Regions from separate parts of the Gossypium hirsutum genome. Here region 1 is linked to region 2. The links are chromatin contacts, called in public Hi-C maps. All regions are on one chromosome and are shown on one strand. Each heading gives the region's core, a stretch centred on a gene start, on an enhancer-like site or on the middle of the called end of the contact. The rest is flanking DNA. Distances are from core to core; before and after follow the strand shown. Region 1 has its middle 25 kb from the start of LOC121214650. Region 2 holds the start of LOC107887146.

Region 1 (6,387 bases), core at 2,474-4,973, 35 kb before region 2:
TGTTATAGTATTTTTAGAATATTAGTTTTTGTTTAACATTATTAATAAGTTTTTTCAAAAATATAATGTAATTCAAAATATTTTTTAAAATATACAACTAATTTAGAATTAATTATATTAATTTTAAAAATATTTAATAATAAAACAATACTAAACTCCTCATATTAATATTAATTGATTATAATTTAAATAATAGTATTAATAATTTTTAGAGGTTATTTATTTTATGTATTGTTAAATTAATTTATTTTAATGATATAATATTTATCTTTACTCTACTTTAAACCAATAAATATAAGTTAACATTGCAAAATAAAATCGTAACTTATATGAAAATCTGTATAATCTTTGATTACTTTGGGTTGAATCTTTCTCTCATTTTTTACCTATTATTTTAATAAATATTGTAATCGTTCATTACCTTGGCTAAATCTATCTATTTCATCCCTTGTGAGATCTTTTTAATGAAATCTAATTAACTAGAGTTGTCATCATATTAGTATGCCAAATTACAATGTATAAACTATGTCACATAAGTTCTGTTTCCTTTTTTTTAACCTCATATTGGTACCATATTTATATATGGTAGGGTTATATATAATTAATAATTTACATCAATTATATAATGTTAATTGTATATATTATAATCTACCATTAAATTAACAACAGCAATTATTTGGTACACAGACCGTGGAAAATTTTAACTCCATATGTAAGGTTGAGATTTTGCCAAATGTCTTATTTTTTTAAATTTTTTAAATACAACTTAAACACGCATAACAACATCTCAATGTTGCTTGTGGAATTAAAATTTTCCACCGCTAGTGTACAAAATAATTACCCATATAACAATTGATATATTTTATGTCCTTAAATGTGTATGTATATTATTTTTATAATATAATATATATATTAAATATAATTATGTCAAATTATAAAATAAATTCATGTTATAATATTTATTTAATTAAAGTAGACAAACCGGTCGGACAAAGAATCGGTGGTTTAACCGATGATCAAATCTGAAAACTTGGCTTATAAATGCAAAATAATAAGATTTAAGAGAAACTACATACAATTTGTTTTTTTTTTTTTTGAAGCCCGTTGTGATCCATTTAAATTTAACGAAAAGTAGAGTAACAGATACAACCAATTAATAATGGAAAACTTATCGGTATGTGGTGATTGTAGAAAAACAAATTAGGGATATAGGTTACTTTTTTTAGTATTTAGGAAAATAAGTTATTTTTGCTGACATGGCGTGAAAGGATGCCATTACACCTGTTCATAGGTCACGTTACTCGTCCAGATCCGAAGGTCCGCCTGAAATTTGAGAGGATTTTGGAAAAATATTAGGTCCGAAAAATAGGCTTGGGAAAAAATTAGGCTTATTTAAAATATGAGTCAAGCTCGGGCTTGAACATTTAAGTACTGAGCCCGGCCCGACCCATTTTTAAGTCTATAATACTTTATATTATGTTATATTTATATATTATGTCATTTATAAAACATATATTAAATATATAATACTACTCTAATGTAAATATTAAAATAATGTTAAGATGACTATATAAAAAATTTCAATAAATAGAAAATTATATAACATTATTAAATATTAAATTAAAATAATATAAATATTTTTTAAATTTAAAAAAAAATAGTATGGGCGGACCTAAAATGGGATTCAGTTAGTCTTTTGCAAATATAAACTAACTTTGACAAAATTTTAGATCGACATTTCAGGTCGGACCAAGCTTGAACAAGTATAAACTATATTAATATAATACTTAAATCCGACCTAACCCATGAACACCTTTAGACATCATGGGGTTATGCTTTTGAAATACACTTTATACAAGAAGTGCTTTTCATTGGTTAAATGTTGGTGCTTTCATGCATGTGGCCCAAGTTCGTCTCTTCAGCATTTTGGGTTTTTTTTATTCATGTTGTTGGGATTTTTTTTTTAATTATGGTTCAAGTTTTTTTTTATTTTAATTTTTAAATTTTCTTTTTCTTTTTTGATAATTGGGGAGAGGAATGGGGTTGGTTGGAATCGAATCCAAGCTCTTATGCTTATAACATAATAATCTTACCATTAGGTCAAGAGATGGTTGGAAATTTCTAATTTTTACTTTTTAATTAATGCTTTTAATTAAATTAATTCACGTTGTTTAAAGATTTTTTATTTTAATTTTTAATTAATGTTTTTAGTTAATAAATATGTTGTGTTCAAGTTTTTTAAATTTATTTTTAATTCATATTTTTAATTAATAACTCCTTTATTTATATAAACAAAATAATAAACATGTAATTATATAATTTAAAAAATATTTTTATATACCGTTATGTTAAATATATTTTATATTTTAAAAACATCAATTAATTTTTTTAACATATTTTTCTTGATTTATATTTTTTATGTCAAATATTTATTTTTTCTACCTACATTGTGGATATTGTAAATTCTAATATTATAAAATAATACAATTATTTCAAATATCATTTTTTTTCACCTACATTATGGGTATGAAAAATTATAATATTATTAAATCAATTAATTATTTCAAATATCATTATTTTTAGTACATATAATTTTTTTATGTGTAAAATAAATTAAAAACATCATTATTTGATTTTATAATATTAGAATTTACCATACCCACAATGTAGTTGGAAAAAATAAATATTTGACATTTAAAAGTATAAATAAAAATATATATTTAAAAAAGTAGTTGATGTTTTTAAAAATAAAATAAAATTTAACATAATGATATATATAATATATATTTTATTATATAATAAATATTTATTGTTTTATTTATATAAATGAATGAATTATTAATTAAAAATAAAATTAAAAAAACTTGAAAAAAACACATGTTTATTAACGAAAAACATTAATTAAAAATTAGAAGTTAAAATAAAAGAGCTTGAAACAAAATTAAAATAAAAAGATCAAAACAACATGAATAAAAAAAATTCAAAATGTTAAAGAGAGGAATTGAACTCGAGCTACAAGTATAAAAGCACCAATATTTAATCATATGATAAAAAACGCATCCTAGATAAAGCATTTTGCAAAAGCGTGTACCCATAGCTCGCTTTCATGCCACATTAGGAGAAACGACTTATTTCCCACATACTAAAAAAGTAGTCTATATCCCTATTTCTTTTTAAAAAGAAATCAACATATATCGATAATTTTCTCATAGTAGGGTTATGACACACCCTCGTAACCAATAAATTAAAGTAAAAAAAAAAAAAGGTTCAAAAGGCTTCCTTCACTCCCAATCCCAAAACTGACCCCAACCCAGCAATTTGTAGCATACCTCTTGCCTCTCGATGAAATCTATGGGTTAAGTTATATAGAGGTATCTGAAAGGGAAATCAAGATCAAAAGGTCTTCCCTTAGAAAACGCACGAGTCTTGTCTAAATTTGTGTATCGAAACCGCCTTTTGTCTTCATTGGTCAACATACTATTCGTCTCTTTAGATAAAGTGTGAGCAACAAAAATACCTTATCTTGTCACAATATTTAAGTATTTTAAAACCAACAGATTATTTATTTGTAAACAATGTAAATTTGAATCATAGATATCCTTACTCTTTTCTATTAAATAGAAAATATATCGTAAAGGAAATTGAAGTGGTAATGGGCTAAGTAGTCCATCTAGAGCTACAAACCCAAATGAATTTGGAGCAAGGCCTTTGAGAGTGAACTTAGAGCGACAAGGAATGTTGGGCTAGCCTTGGCATGGTTGATGCCTTCTACTCTGTCCTGTCCAATGGGATGGGTTGTAAATAAACCTATTTCATAGGCCCACTTAATAATTGGGGCTATTTGAACAAATATATTAAATTTAAAATATCATGTGCTCGACTCATTTTTAAGTTTATAAAATATTTATTTTGCCTTTTTAATGTAATTTATATCATATGAAATTAAATATTATATTATAATGTAAATATTAAAAATATATTAAACTATTTATATTAAAATTTTAATTAAAAACATATAAATAGTAAAAAAAATACATATATATATCACATAAAAATACAAATATATACTCTTAAAAATAAAAATATATATGATTGGGTCTAAATAACTTTAATTAGTCAATTTATAAATATGGATAAATTTAAATTTACTCACAATTTTAAATTTATATTTGGAACTAAATTAAACTTAAACAAACTTAAACAACTATATCTAATAATACATATATCCAAATACATGTCTTCTTATTTTTCAACAATCCATATTTGTAACAACGAAATACTATTGTTCCTCCCTCAAGTAATAAGACAAATTATTGGTTACAATATAGCTATGGTCTATATTCTCTATAAAGGACCAAAAATGTCTTGCTTATGTATCATTCGGAAATGCATTAACATAAGTACAGCAGTAAGAAAGGGTAATACAAAAGTGTGTAAACTATAAAACCGGGTCAAAGTGGATTGTCCCACACTAGCATTTCCATGTAATAACTCTACCAAAGTCGATCCTATTATCGAAATAGCTTTCGGAACACCTGTTACGATTTTGACTGCCCAATAACCAATTTGGTCTTGAAGTAAGGAATAACCTGTTACGCCAAAAGATGCGGTCAACACAGCCAGAACCACGCCTGTAACCCAAGTTAATTCGCGAGGTTTTTTAAAACCACCAGTGAGATAGACACGAAATACGTGCAGGATCATCATTAAGACCATCATATTTGCCGACCATCGATAAACTGATCGGATTAACCAACCAAAGTTATTATGTATTGAACAGAAGCAAAAGCCTCAGTAACGGTTGGACGATAGTAAAAAGTCATAGCAAATCCTGTAGCTACTTGTACCAAAAAAAAGTAAGCGTAATTCCTCCTAGATAGTAAAATATGTTAGCATGAGGAGGAACGTATTTACTAGTTATATCATCTGCAACTGCCTGAACTTCGAGGCACTCTTCGAACCAATCATAGACTTTATTGAGATAAATATACTAAAAGGACCCCCCTCCCCCGAGAACCGTATATGATAATTTCATCTCATACAGCTCAAACAAGAACACCCAAGTAATAGCTGAAACGGATATGGAATAGAAAGTTTGAAACTTCTCAATCTTTTCATTCAATTTTATCTGAAGACACAAAAGAGTGAAAATCCGAAAGCTCTTTTTTGTAGTTGTAATTATAATTCCAAAAAATCAAGTTGACGCAGTCGTCTTTATGTTGATCGTTACAGGCCTCTTGAATATTTTATTTACCTACTTATTTCTTTTTCTTTGCTTTGATTTGTTCTTGTATGAAATGTGGCTTTATTCTTGTTTTCTTTCTTTTTGATAGGAATTCTCTTGTTAAGACCCTATGAATCAATTGAAACTTCAGATTCATACCAGAACCGCGATGATTCAATAAAACCTTCAAACTAAGTCCAAAGATTCTTTGAGTAAGAACCATTGGATCATCACTTATTCAATCAATAGAATAGATATAATAAATAAAAATACAAAGAAAAGAAAGGTTTGTCCTTTGATCAAAATAAACATAAACTAAATGAGAGTTTGAACATATAAAAAATATTTTGATTTATAAATAATATAACTCTTTCTTTGAATTTTTTTTGAGTCTGGCCGCGAGGTTTGAATATTAAATATGAATCATAGTTCAAATACTTTATGATCCATTTTATATATTCCTTGCTCCAGATACTAGAATGACTATCTGACGAGATAAAACTATCTCGATCAAGATGACAGACCCATTTTTTGTACCATCTAGTAAAACGAAAGAATTATAAATCTCCAAAATAATAGATAAGAATATCGCAAATAAAGCCGTTGCGACACCTATCAAAGGAGTCGTTCTCTATCCAAGGGCTACCTTATCATATTTCGAATTCAATGGTTTCAAAAAATCCCCTACAACAGTTCATCTTGGACTAGATCTAGAACTACCCTCAACGGTTTAACTTAAATATATTCTTTAATTTAATTATTAGCATATACTAATATTTTTTGAATAATTTTATTATAGGTTCTGATCATATCTGTTCTTTTTAAAACAATGCCTAGAACTACCCATAGCCTCTCCCCAACCCATAAATAGAATGGATAATACGTTCAACGCACTCAAACCCACGCTCTCCTGTATTGGCAACAATACTTATGCCAATCGAGTTAAAACATAAACGGGGCATATACTAATATTTTTAATGTGAAAGAAGTGTATATATCTATTTAACTTAACTATTTGTTAAGTTAGTATTTTAAAAATTTTATGTATAAACAAATATTTAATTAAATAACTATAAATTTTAAAAATTTAATTTATCCCTTCTATTTAAATTAAATATTTTTTTAATATTTCAATTATATATTATCCTTATTATCTATAACAA
Region 2 (6,323 bases), core at 2,310-4,809:
GAGTATTTCGAAGATTGTACCCAAAGAAGACCAAGTGAAAAAATTGATCAACAATAATCAAACATGCAACAAGGAAGTCTAGCTAGCTAATTTAAAGATAGCATATTACGACAAACTGAAAAAAAAAAGAGTTTATGCTATATTCTAAATTAGAGGGATTAAATTGTAAATAAACCAATTTCATAGAATTAATAAATAGACAATCAATATGGTTGATTAGCATCCATGTTAATGATTAATTTTAGTTTAGGGAGCTAGAACACCTAATTTTCTTAATTGGTCCAATTTTACCTCCCAGTCACCATTTTACCTAATTAAGCTATTTAATCCAATTTATCTTTGAACCTCACTAAATTAAATTGGGCTAATCGAATTGGTACGCAATAGGATCTCCTCTCAATTTCTAGATAGTTCCCTAGAGTCGTCAATTCTAGGTTTTCAATTTCATTCAATTTAGTCTAAAATTTACGATCTAGTCCTTAAACCTTAAATTGACCAATTAATATTTCAATTAATCAATCACATACAAAATTAGTTCATACTCAATTCAAGAAACCCAATCATTTTCATGCTAAATCAACTAAGAAAATAATAAAAAACTGTAAGGTTTAGAAATGCTCAAAACGATTGATGAAATCCTTGAATCAATGGAGGTTTGATTCTTGAAATCCATAAATATTGAAAGCCCAATCGATAAACAATGTAATTGAATGAAGAAAATACTATAAATATATTTAAATCTTGAAGAAATGTAAAAAACACAAGAAGGTCTCTGTACTTTTTGTTAAGAGAAGTAAGTGCAAAAAAAAAATAATCTAAAGAGTATTTCTAGGAATTTAACCTAAAAGAGCTAAGTACTAAAATTCTCTATTGAAAAAGTATCATAAAGTACTATTTATTATCTGACACCAATTGACCTATAAAATAAAAATTTTCCCTCATTTAAAATATGACTTGAAGTTTGATGGATTGAAAATCACCCTTTAAAATTTTTTTCCTTGTCAAGAGCTGGTGTTGCGACACCCACACTTTGGTGTCACAACATCGTCAATAGTCCACTCCATTGGATTTTTTTGGGCTTTAGCGCCATGATAATAGCCCTCTAGTGTTACGACATTATCCTCAAGCAACTCAACATTTTCATCTGTTGGGGTTGTGGTTGGTGCTACAACCTCAGTAGCTCAATGTGGCAGCCATGAGTGTTGATGTCGCGACAACAACTCATTGGTGTCATGATATTAGAGACAACCCCCTCGGTTGTGTAATTTGGTAAAGTCCAACACTTTGGTTGATAGCAAAGACATTGGTGTCGCTTTAGGCTCCTCTTCTCATTTTTGCATCAACCAATACCTGAAATAAGCCTAACTCAAAGTTTATGTTCCTAATGGTATAAATTTTCCATTTATTCCCCCCCAAAAAAAAACATAAAAACACACAAAAGAACTAAGACTAAGCACGAAATCTAATAATTGCAAAAATATAATAAAAACACTATAAATTACTTAAGAATAAGCTCTTTAAAGAGCTTATTTTTCGTATGTAAATATGGCACATCAGATAGGCTATCACTTATATTTGTAGAACATGAAACTATAAGTAGCTTGCTTGATAAGACCTCGGTGAAGTAGTGGACATAGCCATTTGATGGAGACCAACACTATGATCATATAGCAAACCTTGTGGAGTGTGTCAACAAAATGGTTAGGGATACCCGTCATTTCCTTTTATTAATTATTTGAATCCATGTACTAAAAGTCAAATATGTTGGAACATTTTCAATATATAGAATGTTTCGATAATTACAAATTAAAAGGTACAAGTGATCTAAACGATATGACACTTGGTTATTAACCAAAAGTTGTCACTATCCACAATTCCATGAGCTTGGGCTTCTGTTGCTGACATAAAAACATCTCTTTCCATGTCTTCGGATACAACCCATAGGGGCTTGCCCGTTCTTTGTACATAAACCGTTGTGATGCTTTCGTGAAGTTTCCGTATTTCTTCCACTTCCAGGATAAATTCTCCTGTTTTTGCCTCATAAAAAGAACTATCAGGTTGATGGATCATTACTCTGATGATATAACATAATAAAAGGTTTTTCTAACTCACATAATGAGGCGAGAAGAATAGCTAAAAATAGCTAAAGAATAATAAGAATAAAAAAGATAGAATTGAACAAACGTACAAGTATTTTTTGTGCATTGCATACGGTTTTACAATGGAATTCTCTTTTTCTTTCATCAAAAAAAGAAAAAGAGAAAATATAGAGAGCGTCTATTAGACCCAGATCACTAAATAATCCAATTACCACCCTTTTTTTCTTTTTTTTTTCAGAAAAGTTCAAAAATACTATGATGGCTCCGTTGCTTTATATATTTATTTCGTCTGTAATTCAACAATCCCAAATACTAATGAGTTATGTCTCTTAAATACTAAAATTTATGTTACTTGATTATTAATAAAAAGTTATGATTGTTCAAGTAATATCTAATGAATAGTTGTATTCCTTATTAATAGATGTGACTATCTATTTGGATAGTTATGTCTCTATGAAGAGATGCGAGATCTCTTATAAATAGGAGAAAAAATTCATTTGCATGGTATACTAAGAAATACCAAACCATACCAAAATTTAGAAACAAAAGTTTCTCTATTCTCCTCCATCTTTTTATATTCAAATATTGTTTTATAAAGAATTATTGCAGAAGTTCTTTATAGAACTTGATACTCTTGCTATGTTTTACTCAATGCTCAGTGGATTATTTTCATCAGTGCCAAACACAAATAGTCATTGGGCTTCATTGTATCCTCAAGGTTCATTTACTTGTAATTCTTTTGCGCACCAAAATATAGGTGGAAACGAATAGAACCTTAAATAAAGTGGCATGGTTGCACGCCTTTAAGCTTTCAGTTAATTATTTTGAAGTTTATTTTATTCTCATACACCGACAAAATAGACTTTTTATCAAGAGGGGGAGAAAAAAAGTTGACATGAAGTGATATACGAAAAAATGATTCCAATAAAAGAGCATCTAAATCCCATCATGAAATAGGATTCTCCAATTTGAATTGCATATTTAGAGTTAAAGGAATCTACTACTCGTGTATGAAGAATGCCTCTAGGTCCATCCTCTTATTTTATTTTAAAAAGTTTGAAGCGTTGTTTTCATAATTTTTGGAATTTTAATTTTAATTTATGAATTTCTTTTATAAAATTTAATTTATACAATAATGTGACATATAAAATAAAGATAGTGTCAGGTCTGCAATAAAAGTTTGAGGATTAATTTAATTTAAACAAAAGAATATGGGTCAAATTGAATAAAAGTGTAAGCATTAATAACTAATTTTACTATTTGCATTATATATAATAAATCAAAATAAGACCATTTTACTCATTTACTATAAAATTTAAAATAAAAAATCCCGATATTTAAGTTAGTGAATAGTAAAAATCATATAAAAATTGAGTGATATGAATGGGAGCATATATGAAATACAGATTCCAATATGAATATTCTACTCTGTCCCGTCCCCCTAAATTCTATTTATTTAACATCAATATATCCGCTTTGAAAGTGGAAAAGCAAAAAAGAAGAAAAAGTAAACCGTCCAAGCCAAGCTGAAAAAACTTCCCTACGTAATGTGGGCACCCACCTTGGTCTCTTCTCCTTCTTCTTCTTCTTCTTCTTCACCAAATTACCCTATTCTTTTCTTCCATTCCTATTCCTAAGCCCTTCTCCTTCGCACTTGTTCATTTCTCAAGCGTAATTTCGTCCCCAGCCATACCTCGGCCTTGCTTCCTTTGCTTTGGCGTCAAACCCAAGTTTCCATCTTTTTCTTTTCTGGGTGTCTTAAGAATTCCGTTAATTATTTTTATTTTTATTTTTGGCTCTGGGTATGTTGGTAGAGAGAAGGAGAGTGATGACCTGGAGGAGAGTGGGGAAGTCGCTGCAGGCGCTGGTAGCCCATGCCTTGCTCTTCTCTTTCACCCTCTTGCTCGCTCTCAAGCTTCATCATGCCCTGTCTTACTCTTGGTGGTTCGTCTCTGTCTTTCATTTTGCTTTTGGGCTTCATTTACAACCGATTCGCTTTTCTTTGCGACTGCTGACTTTTATGCGAAAAGCAATCGACTTTGCCATTCATTTTGTTGCCTGCATCCCCATTTTTCACTATGTCACTTGCTTCCTTTTTACTTTTTTCTTAGTTCACCAAATTTTGAATCTTTCTTGTATTGTTTCTTTTGCAGTAATTTTTGTTTTTCCTTGTTATTTGAATTTTGTTGGTGTATTTTCTTGAAAGTCACATTTTACTTGATCAGTTAGTCAATTTGCTCTCAGTTAATTAATCATTGGCAAATGCCTACAAGGGGAAATTTGATTGCTTGTGCACTTAATCTGTAGAGTTCTAAATTTGAGTGTGCGTTGACATGTTCCCTACCGTGAAACATTGACGGGTTTGGCTTCTCTATTGGGATGGCCATGAAATTCAAACATATGCCAACTGTTATAAAATCTCATGATTAGGGGTTTAAAACGCGTTTTCTCTCTTCATTCTCATTAGTGATATATCCGGTACTTGATATTTTGACTTGGATACTTGTGATCATAATTCATATATGAAGTGTTAATGATTTGAATACATTTAGCTGTCAGTCATGCTGAGATGTCCGTATGAAGCTGCAAGTTACACAATTATACTTTAGAGGTGAATAGTGCGGAAGAGAATATGTAAAGCATTTGTTGTAGGCCAATGTAGATTCACTAGTATCCTCTGTTGTTAAGCGAGAAGATGAGAACATGTTAATCATCTTATTTTGGTAAGCATTTATTGCAAGTCAATGTAGATTCACTAGTTATCTTCATTGTGCAGGGTTGTATTTTCCCCTTTATGGCTTTTTCATGCAACTGTAGCACGTGGCAGGTTTTCTTTGCCTGCTCCATCAATGCCTCATGATCGCGATGTATGACAGATAATCTCTAAGTTTGGATGTCCTAATTAGCTGTGAGAAAATTGTTTGTGGCACTGTATTTCATAATAATCCAGATCAATAACCTGCTTTTCTCATGCACAGTGGGCTCCCTTTCATGCTCTCATATCAACGCCATTGCTTGTTGCTTTTGAGCTACTTTTGTGTATACGTCTTGACAGCAGCTATGGTAAAAAAGGCAACCTCTTCTGAACATAATAACCTGTAGATGTTCTTCTTATTTATAAGTCCTATATTCTAATTTATTTATTTTTGCTTTAGTACTCTCCATCTTACTTCTCTCTGATTTGCTGAAGGGACTTTTGCATTAATGATTCATGAATAACTTTATATGTTAAAGTTAGCATGTTAATAATTGAGTATCTAATATTCCCATTTAGTTATCTTATTCATTTAAATTGTTTATAAAAATGGATGTGTTGCAGTTGTTAATTTGAAGATTGTCTTTCTTCCCCTGCTTGCATTTGAAATGGCTATTCTGATTGATAACATCAGGTATTTCCTTTCCCTCATTCTTCCTGTTCATTGTCATAATTTGTTGCTTGAGTACTTAATGTGTACTATAAAATCTTATGTCTATTAACCAAATTGATTTGCTAATGTTGGCTCCAGTCAACAAGAATCTGAATGAAATCATGCAAAATTTTATTGATACTTGGGGCTTAAAAAGCTGCTATCCACTATGTGGTTTTTTTTTTCCCTCCTTTGTATATTGTGGTGTGGACTTTAGCCTTGAACCAACTTCATATGTTGACTTGCTCCAACAAATTCTTAAATATATATTTCTTCTCCTTCTCATTCTCACCTAGCCTGACCTCTAATTATATTGGGAAAAAAAATGTTGGAGTGCGTTGTTTCAAGTTTCAACCTTCAACCTTCAAGTTTTTTGACTTACTATAACAAGAATCAGTAATGCTATAGTATTTTAGCAAAGTACCAAGTCAGTTGCAAGTGTGGGATTGTAGTGTTAAATGTTACTGTTGTTCATTTTTATCTTATCCACTGTTTCTAGGTGTAATGACTATTTTTCTTTAATTTTCGGCAGGATGTGCAGAGCTTTGATGCCCGGAGATGAGGAAAGCATGAGTGACGAAGTGATATGGGAGACTCTTCCTGTAAGTTTTCAATAGTAGTGAGTAAAGGATTTAGTTTGGAGATATCCAATATGTCATTAATAAAATTGGCATGCCCAACTTAGCGTTTATGGTTCCACATAGTCATAAGTTTTATAACTGAAAAATTATCCATTGGTTTGGGGCACTTATTATTTTATGGTTTTTTTCATTTCATCTTACAGCAACTAGATGTATTCTTAGAAGGCATGGATTCT

What was found. A called contact is a pair of places that touch in the nucleus more often than the background predicts.
Region 1: a contact with region 2 is called in a Hi-C map of hypocotyl, with 4 times the contacts expected there. The contact joins the enhancer-like site here to the promoter of LOC107887146 in region 2. A contact is called at or near these places in 8 of 34 Hi-C or Micro-C datasets (fibers, hypocotyl, leaf and 1 more).

Annotation. Positions count from the first base shown.
Region 1 is chrD02:39,089,952-39,096,338 of Gossypium_hirsutum_v2.1, reverse strand. No RefSeq gene overlaps it. Among protein-coding and RNA genes, the nearest start is that of LOC121214650, 25 kb to the left of the region's middle. Within about 2 kb of position 3,723, at least 5 of the 9 cell types and tissues checked have an H3K27ac peak or open chromatin away from gene starts, as enhancers often do. A contact at or near this core is called in hypocotyl and leaf, where this site is marked.
Region 2 is chrD02:39,054,858-39,061,180 of Gossypium_hirsutum_v2.1, reverse strand. LOC107887146 reads left to right here and starts at 3,559. Exons shown (of 14, transcript XM_016811298.2): 1 at 3,559-4,043; 2 at 4,876-4,966; 3 at 5,078-5,162; 4 at 5,419-5,488; 5 at 6,039-6,108. The coding sequence starts at 3,904.